Regions from separate parts of the Mus musculus genome. Here region 1 is linked to region 2. A link is a contact called in public Hi-C data. All regions are on one chromosome and are shown on one strand. The core of a region is the stretch at or near the end of the contact, and the rest is flanking DNA. Distances in the headings are between cores, read along the strand shown.

Region 1 (5,881 bases), core at 2,582-5,081, 220 kb after region 2:
TTATAACTATATGAACGAAGCATAAAATTTGGAGGTACGACTTTAGCCCTGGTCAAATACAAGAGCAGACATCAACACTGTGCCTTCAGAAGAACACAAATAAAGGCAAGCAAACTGTTGGAAGCATGCTATGCCAGAAACATAGGCGGACACATGTGTCTCTCTCCACAGTGTTAGAATGTATTGTCTGACAATAAAGCAATATTGTTGTCTACAATTTGCTGAGTTGTGCCAATCCCCCTGATACCTAGCTGTCGGAAAACACAGGTTCTTTTGTTCCAATCTTAATTACCAATATCAGCTCATAGATCACACATCAATGGGTAAACGTAGTTATATGTGTATATGGGGTAGCATTAAAGAGACCACAGCAGACAAAGTTCAAGGAGAGAGCAAGCAGTCTGAACAAGCCACGAGGAGCAAGTCAGTAGCAGCACCCTCCATGACTTACTTCTGCATCTGCTCCTGCCTACGGGTTCCTGCCCTTTGAGTTCCTGTCCTGGCTGGCTTCAGTGAGGAACTAAGATGTTAAAGTGCAAACCAAGTAAACCCTTCCTTTCCTCCTCAACTTGCTTTTGGTCATTGCATTTCATCACAACAATTGTAACCCCAACTAAATCATCAGGACAGAGTCCAGGTCTGCTTAGAAAATGGAGTCTCTCGGGGCAGGGGATGGCCTGAAAAACCAGTGTTTTGTGCAGGATGGAGGCAGGGCACAGCCTCCCCTCAGCTGTCAGAAAGGGGATTGATGGCTTTTGAACTCTTAGCTTCAGGTAGATTAAGCATTTCAGGGACTTCAGTTCCTTCAGATGAAAGCAAGCCAGGGTGGCAGTTTCGGGATCATTCTAGTTACCTCTGGATCTGGAAAGCATCTGTTTGTTGAGACAGGATCTTATACTGTAGCCTAGGTCAGGATGGCCTCAAACTTGTGGCAATCTTCCTATCTCAGAGTGCTGGGGTTGCAGACATGAGCCACACCAGCACCTCAGACGTTGCTAGTCGTTTATGTTGTCTGTGGTTGGGTGTTGCAGGGACAGCCTGCTTGACCATTCAGGAGTGAAGGGACTGAAACAGCTTTTGACTGCGACTTGGATATCCCGTGACTGAGAGATCGGGGAACAGATAGGCAAGGTCATCACAGTGGTCAGCAGGACCTGCTGTAATCTGATTAAAATATCAACACATCTCAAGAAAGAGGAGGCCATTGGGGAGGAGGGCTGAGTTTTCCCCTCCCAAGTCTTTACATAGTTGTCACCTGACCCTGGTCATTAAAGCAAACTTCCCATAAATGTTCATGAGGTTGGAAGGGAGTAGAAGTGAGCAGTGTCTCCATTTATTGAACATATGCTAGTGTGGACTGACTCTTTCCAGGGACTCAGTTTCTGTTAGGGTCAGAGAGAGGGCAATGATAAACTCGTCCACGCAGTGTAGGTTGGTGATACATGGTTTTTGGGTGACTGTGAGGACTGTAGGGGAAAGGAAGTTCCCAATCCATGAGTTAGTCAGCCCTGCTGACAGATGGGCAGTTAGCTTTGGCTCAATAGTTAAAAGAGCTTGCTGCTCTTCCAGGGGACCAGAGTTCAATTCCCAGCACTCATGTCAGGCAATTCACAACCACCAGTAACTCTGGCTTCATGGGATCTGATGTTCTCTCTCCTCTGGCTTCTGCAGATTGCTCCACATGTGTGCACATGCGTGCCATGTGTTCACACAGACCACACGTACATAAATAGAGATGATGAAATTTATTCTTAAAGACATGAACGAGACTGGAGAACAGGCAACAGCACACTACAGTGTTTCTCCAAGCTCTAGTGCAGTGTCTGGTTTTCATTTCCATTCCCACCCCTGTGATATTGAGGTGGGGGTGGGGGTGGAGGGGTAGGGCATACAGTGAGGGTAGAATTAGCAAATGGAAGAAACCAAAATGGAGGCTCTCTCGCCAAGGCTGAGTTGTAGCATGCAGGACAACTTATAAAGGTTCAAAGGCCTAGAGGCTGTCAGAGCACCTCGCCTTAGGGAGCCATCCTCTTAGCTCCTGAAGGAACCATTGCTATGGCCCTGAGTGGGCTGGATGTGGGGACTGGGCAGTGAATGGAGCTCTTGCTTACTCTGTACATGGCCCTAAATTTGATTTCCACCACTACATAGATAGATGGATGGATGGATGGATGGATGGATGGATGATAGATGGATGGATAGATGGATAGGTAGATGAATGGATGGAGAGATGAGATAGATAGATAGATAGATAGATAGATAGATAGATAGATAGATAGATAGATAGATAGATGATAGGTAGTAGGTAGATAGATGATAGATAGATAGATAGATAGATAGATAGATAGATAGATAGATAGGTGGATGGATAAAGTGTGGAGGTATCACACTCATAGTATCAGCACTTGTGATGAATAGGAAGGAGATCAGAAATTTAAGGCCAGACTCAGCTATACGACAAATTTGAAGCCAGCCTGGGCTACATGAGACCCCATCTCAAACAAACAAGCAAGCAAGTAAAAAAAAAAAAAAAAAAAAAAAAAAACTAAATAGTACAGCTGTTAGGCAGCAAACAGCTGCCCTCTCTGTAATTCTCTGGTTCAGTAAAAAGGGCAAAAGGCTGTGTAGCATCAGAATTGTGAAGGAGAGAGGTGGGACCTTCACTCAGGGTTTCCTGCCCAGTGACAGAACTATTTTTAGGCTTGATCGGGATCTCTCATGCATGTTGCAGGATGGTTTTCTGGGTCAGCCCCTCTCAAGTAAACTGTCATCTAATCCCAGCCCAGGACAGTTACCCGGATAGAGTAGCAGCCTGGCCCCCACTACACTGGCTATTCGAGATTGCTTTGACCCAGCTATGTAACAGGCCTTCAAAGACCTGCGCTGACTGGGTGTTGGGAGAGGAGCAGTCCTAGTCTATGACAGGCAGAGTTTCTCCTGTCGTCTGTTCATGCATTTGCCCAGTGTGCATGCTGAATCACACAGTCACAGATTGATGTTCTTGCTGGAGACTGAGCTCAGGGCTTACGCACCTCTAGGCAAGTTTACTGCTGGGTTATTAGTCCCTTAGTCCCTCAGCATGTAATTTTGTGCATATGAGCCTACTTCATGCTAGGAACTTAGAATACAATGTTAAGCAAATACAAGCAGGACCCTTGCCATCAAGACTCTTAGAGCTGATCTGGGCTTGGTGACTCATACCTATTCTTCTAACTCTAGAATGGCTGTGACAGCATAGAAGTCCAAGGCCACCATGGCCTACACAGTGAGACTCTAAAAACAAATGGGGGCGGGGAAGGAAGGTAAAGGAGGAAAGGGATGAGGAAAGGGGAGAGGAGGGAAAGGAAGGGGTGGGAGGGGAAATGGGAGGGGAAGGAAAGAGGGAAGGGGAGGAAGGGGAGGGGAAAGGGGAGGAGAGGAGGGGAAAGGGGAGGTGAGGAGGGAAGGGAACAGGAGGGGAAAGGGGAGGGGAGGAGAGAAGGGAAGGGGAGGGAGGGGAGGGGAAGGAGGGAAGGGGAGGGGAGGGAGAGGAGGGAGGGAAGGGGAGGGGAGGGAGGGAAATAGGGAGGGGAGGGGAAAGGGGAGGGGAGCAGGGAAGGGAGGGAGGGAGGGGGAGGGGAGGGGAGGAGAGAAGGGGAGGGGACAAGGAAGAAGCTTGCTCACTACTGGGGAGAACATATGAGTCAAGTGATCACGTTTTTATTGCTAGTGTAAAAGTGTTATAAAGGGAAAGTGTGGGAAAGCAGCTGGAGGGACAGAGCCTCCAACTCGAATGTGATTCAGAGTGGTCAGTGTCAGCTGGAGGGAAAACATTCTTGGAAGAAAAAAAAAGAGCTCTGGGGGGGAGGAGGTCTGTGGCCAAGGAAGCTGATACAGCAGAACACACGCATAAGGAAGTGTTGGGACACCAAACTTTCTGCTCCTGAGCCCCTGCAAACGAAAACAACAAAGGTCAGATTAACAGGAAGAAAAGTAAGTTATTTAATGTGTCTACAAAAGCTTACACGAGACGGATGGCCTGCTAGACAGCTCAGCCAGGAAAAGCACTGGAGTGCAGACCAAAGGACTGGAGTCAAATTCCACCAATCCTACAGAGAGCTAGGGCTAGGGAAGTAAGGTCACAAAGTCACTTCTGTCTTCCACACGCATGCATTGTTCATGCACACACACACACATGCATGCACACACACACACACACACACACACGCGCGCGCACACACGCACGCACACACACACACATACGCACACACACGCACACATACACACACACACACACGAACACACACGCACACACACATACACACACGCACACACGCACACACACGCACACACACACACATACGCGCGCACACACGCACACACACATAAACACACGCACACACACATACACATGCACACACACACACACACGCACACACACACATACACACACACGCACACTTTGTAAAATGTTTATGAAAGAAGCTGACTAAATGGCTAGAGAATTATATTAAACACATTTCTGTTATCTCAACACTTTAGAGATTGAGGCAGGAGAAGAGTGTTCAAGACCAGGCCAGGGAGATAATCCAGCAAGTAAAAGCCCTTGTAACCAAGCCCGATGAGCTGAGTTCAAACTCTCAGGCCTACGAAGTAGAAGAGGCTCTGGCAAATTGTTCTCTGACCTCAAGATTCACATTATACCATCCTCCCACACACACCCACATGCATGCATGCAAATGTATATATGCACACACTTACACACTAAATAAAATATGATTAAATAACAACATTCTAAAGGGCCTGGAGAGAGGGCTCCGTAGTCAAGAGCTCTACTGCTTTTGCAGGGAACCCGGGCTTTGTTGCCACAATTATATGATGGCTTACAACTGCCTGTAACTCCAGTTCTGGGGCTCTGACTCTGTCTTCTGATTTCTCTGGGCACCATGCATGCTCATGCAGACCCTCACACAAATAAAAATAAAATTAATGTCTTTTTTTAAAACGGCAGCTATCTTGGCAGTGGTGGCGCACGCCTTTGATCCCAGCACCCAGGAGGCAGAGACAGATTGAGATTGATCTTATGAGTTTGAGGCCAGCCCGGTCTACAGAGCAGGTTCCAGGGCTACACAGTAAAACTCGGTGTCAAAAAAACAAAATTACTACTTCATTAAAATATCCTTCGTTTTGAAGGCTTTATTATGTAGCCCTGACTATTCTAGAACTTGCCTAAGCAGACTAGGCTATGTACTTAAACTCACAGCGATCCATGTGCCTCAGCCTCGTACACGCTGGGAATAAAGTAGTGTGCCACCACACCCAGCTTAAAAGCATGTTTTTGAAAAAAAAAGAATTTGAGTTCAGCCTGGGCTACATGGTAAGATACTGTTTAAAAGGGGTGGGGGTGGGGTGGGACGTGTGCTGCTACTGGTTAAAAACACAGGCTGTTCTTCCAGAAGACCCGGGTTCAATTCCCAGCACTCACATGACATACTCAGTTTCTTAGAATGTGATGGCCCCTGCTAGCACCAGGCATAGGCATGGCGCACAGACACATGTGCAGGCAAAATTTCCAAACACATCAATAATTAATTATAATTTTAAAAGTCGGAGAATTGTGCACCCAATGTCCCAGGGAAGGAGAGGGCATGCCAGTGGAACGTTTGTGTTGCCACCATTAAATGAATTTCCAGGGAAATGAGTGTGAGATAAGAAACTTTGCGATTGATACTCCTGCATGTTTAGGGTTAGCATCTTTAGGGTTAGCATCTTTGTGATTACTCCTGCATTTTCCAAGCTTCTTCAGTAGCCATCAAACTCCCTGTAGAGGGATTTACATAGATTTACTCTTGGTGTCTTTCCTGACAGTAAAAGCTTCCCTGAAGAGGAGTTCGTGAACACC
Region 2 (5,784 bases), core at 526-3,025:
GCCTGCAGAATGCTTCAGCCATTTATGACCTCCTGAGCATCACGCTGGGCCGGCGAGGCCAGTATGTCATGCTATCAGAGGTAGGGTCAGTCACTCAGCCTACCTCACTTCCTGGGAACTTAGTCATTCACAGAATCACATGAGGTGACCGTTGGTCTTTCCCCACTTGCCCTTTTCTCTCAGACTGGCCTGCCTGTCACTAGCCCTGTGACCTCCACATCAGCCACCCTGGCCTCTTTCACGGTTCACTTTCTGCGCAGTGGGGGTCATTAGAGACCTTACCTTATGGTGGTTAGGAAGAAGTTGATACGTGTAAACATACACGTGCTACACGGGTATCACTACCGTGCCCCGTGATAATAAACACTAGTTATTTTTTATTTCATAAGCCTTATTTCATTTGCACATCCAAAATGGCTGTCTGAAGCCATCCATGTAGAATGGAGGTGGGCACCTAGGACTACAGAGGGTGAGACAACTGTCGTGCCTCATCACAGTGCCTGTGTGCAGGGGCTGGATTGTCCCTGTATTCCCAGGCTGCCCTGCGGCCCTCTGAAGGCAGCGACTCGGGTCATGGTTAGCCTGTGAGGGACGAGGCAAGCAGGCGGCTGGTGGGGCAGTGCTGACTGCGTGTTCCTCCCCAGTGCCTAGAGCGAGCCATGAAGTGTGCTTTTGGAGAATTTCACCTTTGGTACCAAGTGGCCCTCTCCATGGTGGCTTGTGGGAAGGTAAGGCTGGGGCTGTGGGGGCGGGGGTTTGCCCGACGCCTGCTCCGATCTCTCCTGGGGGTGGTGTCTCAGAGTTTGGTGCTGGAGACGTTGGTGGCCCAGTATTGGGATGACTCCCTGAGGTGGATGGGGAAGGCGCTGTGTTCACGTGCTAGCGATGGTGAGCGTGCCCATGCGCAGGTGTGGGCGTGGGTGTTTCTCTCTTCCTGTGGTCCGCCACGGGGTGTTTGCAGTTGGGAGTCGGGAGCGTGCCTAAGAGGGTCGATGATAATGATGATGATGATGTAGCAAGAGGTGCCTGGGTGGAGGCAGCAGAAGAGCCCAGCTCTGCCCAGAGCCAGGGTAGGCAGGCATTCGCCCTCCATCTGCCCAGCACCTGCTCCAGCATTCCTGATTTTTGCTCAGATCAGAACGATGCTTATGTAAGCCTCTATTTTAAGCAGAGACATGAAAGGAGAGGCTTTCCGGAGCTGGGGGCTGAGGGAGATGTGTCTGAGGATGCTATGAATGCAGGAAACAAGGTGGTCTGAGCTCACAGACTGTTTCAAGAGCTGTAAATACCCAGAGCCCTTTTGTGGGGCTGAGGGAATTCCCTCGCCCCCTGCCCATCTGCGCTACATTCCATTTCTAGCCCCACAGCCTCTCCGAGGAGGCCTTCCCAGTGTGCCAGTACCGCCTCCGCGGATGGGGGCTGCCGCCAGCCCTGGGTCTCTTCAGTAAGACAGGCCAGGGCCTGGCAGGGAGGAGGTTCAGGCGCTGCAGGCTTGTCAGACTGTCTGCAGAGCACAGCCAAAGTCAGCGGGGAGGCTCCTCGGGCATCCTCTGCTGGGTATCTGCTCTTCCCAGCCCTTCTCCATCACAGGGCCCACCTCCCAGAGCATCTCAAAGTCACAGCACAACCGACCTTGGCTCTGCTCAGCAGGGAGTTATCAGAACTCCGGGAGAAATCCGAATACAGACAGGGCTGGCCCTGCAGGATTGGGGGGACACTCCCTAGGAGCAAGCAGCACGAGATGAATGGAGAGGAGGAGGACAGCGGGCACTCCAGGCAGAGGGCAGTGTGAGCCGAGTGGGAGGGGCCAAACGACCGTAGTGCAAACAGAGCTATGTAGGACTTGAAGGAACCAGCCTGTCTAGGGAGTAACAGAAGGCTGGGGGGGAGGGGGGGTGCGGCGGGACCTGATGCGGATCCTGCATACACAGCAGCATGGGACAGCTTCTTCCTGCTTTCCCCCAAACAGGAAACACCTTTAGCCTTAGCATAGCGGAGATGAGGAACAACCTAGAGTCCTGCAGTGCTCCCGGGGAGGTGGATTTTTTTTAAGCTACCCCCTTTAAAAACAAACAAACTAACTAACAAACACAAAACAAAAGAACAAAAAACTATCCATGAAAGCTTCAATTTCGAGAGAGTTCCTGGAGGCCCCAGCCTCAGGAAAAGGACCCACAAATGTGGGATCTTTCTCCTCCTTATGGGGAAGCTGGACCCAAAGTGGTCCAGACTCCGGCCTCTGGGAAGCCATCACCTACTCTGGCTCATTCATGATCCAGCAAGGTGGGCATGGGGAGTTGGAGTGGTGAGCAGTTCCTCATATCTGAGGCTACACAGGCTGCAGACATTGGTCTTCTCCCACCCATGCACCCAGTGCACGGGAGACTGTTGTAGAAGGCATTCTCCAATCCCACCGCCCTGAGAATCCTGCATGCCAAATCCATTTGCCTGACTATCCTGGCAGACCTCAAAGGAGTGGCTGGCCAGAGCTTGCCTTTGCTGAGCCCAAGGTAGGAACCCAGGTTCCGTACCTTCCAGAAGGTACGGCTGGGCAGATATAAATATGCCTCATGCTTCACCCCATAGGAATAACGGATGAGTTCTGTGGCATGATTTAGGTCGCTCCCTCTCTTGGTCTCCATGCGGCAGTTTCATTGGCTGTGTTGCTAGGTAACCAGCATGGGGGGGGGGGGGAGAAGAAGCCTGCTGCTCCTACTGCTGGGTCCTCAGATGGCTCCTTAAATAGCAGTGTTTTTCAGTCTGCATGGGGGTGGGGTGGGAAGGGATGGGGTGGAGTGGGAAGCAGTGGGTGGACTGTGGAGGGTCAGGACTAGAGAATCCTGTTTCCAGGATGCAGAGGTCAGGAGCTGAGGAGAAGCCTGAGGCTTGCTGGGGTGTGTAGATTTAAGGACAGTGGTGAGGAATTTAGCGTGTCACTCCCGGGAGAGCATCTCCGAGGAGGTGGACCCTGGCAGCTACCAGTCTTCCCTAATGTAGTCCACACTGAGAACTCCTGTTGTGCCCGTTGTTTTCTGGTCCTGGCTTTGAGCTTGTCCTAGCTTAGAAAGATGGGGGATTTTGACATTTGTTTTCTTCCCTGTCACCCCTCTTTCTGTGATCTCCTGGAGGGCTCGTCTGTCTGTCTGTCTGTCTGTCTGTCTCTCTCTCTCTCTCCCCGGACTCCATCACCGCAGCCCAGTACTGAGTCCAGGGCAGGCCCCGGATGAATATGCCTACAGTTAGTGGCACTAGAAGCTTGTTTGCCTCAATCGATTTGGAGCTCAGGGACAGGGTGCCAGCACTGGCCACCTCAAGGCAGATGACATACCAGGAGTGGAAACAAGGAGGAATTGTACAGCAAGACAGGAAGCCAGATGGGGAGGAACTTGAAGTGTTCATTTGATACCAGCCCCTTGCAAGAACTATGAGAACAATGTCCAGTTCTTTTAGGGCACACACAGTGACCGTTACGCATCCCCCAGTAGACCCCCCATCTCTTTGTGGTTCTCCAGCTTGGGACTAACCACTCTAAGAAGGAAGCCTCCAGCACGTGCATTCTTGGAGAACACACTCAGAATGGGTGCAAACCGTAGCTCAGTCAGAGCCCCAGGAAATACTGCGACACCGGCTGGAAGAAAGTTCTTCCATAGATGGTGGGGAACCTAGAGGTAACCCGGGGGTGGTGGAAACACACATTCCAGTCATCCTACTGCAGGCAGATGAGCCTGCCAGAACCCTCCTTTCCATAGTGGCACTCCCAGAGTTCCTAGGGGAAAAGAGGGCTGTGTTAAAGGAGCTTAGCCCACAGTAGAACCCAAAATGTGGTGATTGCTGTAGTTACACACATAGACCTGAGAGTCACGGGTGACTAGAAGCTTACATGCCAGGAGAATTACTGTTCTCTCCTGCAGAATGTGTTAGATTCAGGAAGCATAAGGTTCTGGGTACCAGACCACAAAACTGGACACACACACACACTCCCTCATAGGGTAGTGTTTAAGAGTTAGGCCCAGGTTGTGTTCGAACCTTGGTCACTTACGGGCTTTGAGCCAGCTGCTTGGCTTCTTGGCTCTCTTCTCAGTTGTAGTGCTGCCTGTCTGGTAGGGATATTGTGAAGATCCAGCACTCTCATGGAGAAGTTAGCGAACTCTCTGTAAAGGGGTAGTCAGTTTGAACTGACTGTTAATAGCCTGTCTGTCTCGTCCGTTCTGCTCCAGTGTGGTGTCATGCGGCACACAGTTTGTACTAACAGGCGTGAATGAGTGCCAACTTGACGTTATTACAAAACCAACCCCTGAGTTAGAAAAATGCCTGGAACATGATAAAATATGGAGTATTTATTATCTGTCATTCCTAATTGGAGTGGTTGACATACCTGTCTGGGCCTGGATACCCTTCCTTTCTGACCCTCCTCAACTCTCCTCAGCAAATCCTGGTTGAGTCCTAGAGCCTTGAGGGGCCTCAGCTTCCTGTCTGGAGGTCTCCCTGACCCTCCTCCCCACCCCCCCCCCCCCACACACACTGTCTCACCTTCCTTTGTCCATCTGTCCAGTCCTGTTTCCGGTTCTCTTCTCTGAGGACAGGGTTAGAGCCCCTGTCTATTCTCAAATCTCTGTTTCTCATGTGAATCCTCTCTGTCTGTTATCATGTTAGGTGTTGTCATATCACCTGAGGGTGAGCTTCGTGGTCTCCATTCTCCAATGGAGGGAAGCAAGGCTCAGAGGACTCATTTGCAGTGAACATCACTGGGCCTCCTCCCACTGGGCTCTCTTTCTGGGGTACAGAGCAAGGACTGTCGGGAGAACTACCCCCGCGAGGGCATAGGGCACCCTAGACGTGGAGACCTAGGGTGACCAGTGATTGTGTTCCCTACTCTTGCCCTGCAGTCAGCCTACGCCGTGTCGCTGCTGCGTGAGTGCATGAAGTTGCAGCCCTCGGACCCCACGGTACCCCTGATGGCTGCCAAGGTCTGCATTGGGTCCCTGCATTGGGTGAGTGCCACGTGAGATGAGGGTATGGTGGGCAGAGCCCAGGTTTGGTGACCTCCTGGGGAGGACGCTAGCAAGTGGGAATGATGTGGGGGTGTTTGTAGTAGAAGACAGGGTGCCACCTTTGTGTAGGGACAGGAGGCCCCACTAGCCTCTGTCTTGACAGCATAGCTAGCCCCAGTTTCCCAACTGGTATCTGATTGTGGTTCAACTTTGAAATGTGATCTTCAGAGAGTCAAACAGATGGGAAGTAGGAGGGATGGGGGTGGCAGGTAAGACCTCAGAGTTACCTAGACCCACCTAGAGGTAGACCAGAAAAGAGGCTGCAGATGACTTCATAAGTATAAAGAAGGGAGGGGCCGAAGTCAACTCTAGCCTGAGACAAAATAAAGATGGCCTCCTTGTAGCTCCGTCTTTGTTCTTACTGAACCCCTAGAATTTCCTGGATCCTGCTGTCTGCTCAGCTGATGGCCTTTACTGGGGGGACTCTTGAAAGTATCCCCAAAAGGTCAGTAGCTTGAAGCAGTGAGAACACAGAGGGCCTTGGGTCCTGAGCCCAGGTCTTTGATGGGCTCAGACCCAGGACACTGGACCCTAGAGAGTGCCACTCCGACTTGTAACTGTCCAGATATTCTTCCCTTTGGTCCCAGTCAGCTTCCTGGTGTGAGGGAGAGCCCGTTCTCTATACTCTGAGTGACACAGAGCAAGTTCATCATCCCTCACACCTGTCATCTGGTACCCCCACATATCCTCTCCAGCAGGCTAGGGAGCCCCCATTCTTTCCTCTGCATTTAGA

The links. Hi-C and Micro-C count contacts between places; a contact is called where the count stands out from the background.
Region 1: a Hi-C map of bone marrow-derived macrophages shows a contact between it and region 2, with 37 read pairs. The contact joins two enhancer-like sites. A contact is called at or near these places in 7 of 39 promoter capture datasets (the C10 cell line, the HPC-7 cell line, cranial neural crest and 4 more), 4 of 15 datasets of contacts at CTCF or cohesin (the G1E-ER4 cell line, the NIH/3T3 cell line, embryonic stem cells and 1 more), 20 of 484 Hi-C or Micro-C datasets (the G1E-ER4 cell line, the HL-1 cell line, bone marrow-derived macrophages and 12 more), 30 of 115 datasets of contacts at active chromatin or transcription factors (the HPC-7 cell line, bone marrow-derived macrophages, cardiomyocytes and 18 more) and 3 of 9 other capture datasets (adipose tissue, liver and pancreatic islet).

The regions. Positions count from the first base shown.
Region 1 is chr17:87,546,925-87,552,805 of GRCm38.p6, forward strand. No RefSeq gene overlaps it. Among named protein-coding and RNA genes, the nearest start is that of Gm30984, 19 kb to the left of the region's middle. Within about 2 kb of position 3,832, at least 34 of the 459 cell types and tissues checked have an H3K27ac peak or open chromatin away from gene starts, as enhancers often do. A contact at or near this core is called in bone marrow-derived macrophages, microglia and uterus, where this site is marked.
Region 2 is chr17:87,329,381-87,335,164 of GRCm38.p6, forward strand. Ttc7 (tetratricopeptide repeat domain 7) reads left to right here. Exons shown (of 20, transcript NM_028639.3): 9 at 1-80; 10 at 645-728; 11 at 4,887-4,991. Among named protein-coding and RNA genes, the nearest start is that of Gm52284, 25 kb to the left of the region's middle. Within about 2 kb of position 1,776, at least 89 of the 459 cell types and tissues checked have an H3K27ac peak or open chromatin away from gene starts, as enhancers often do. A contact at or near this core is called in bone marrow-derived macrophages, microglia and uterus, where this site is marked.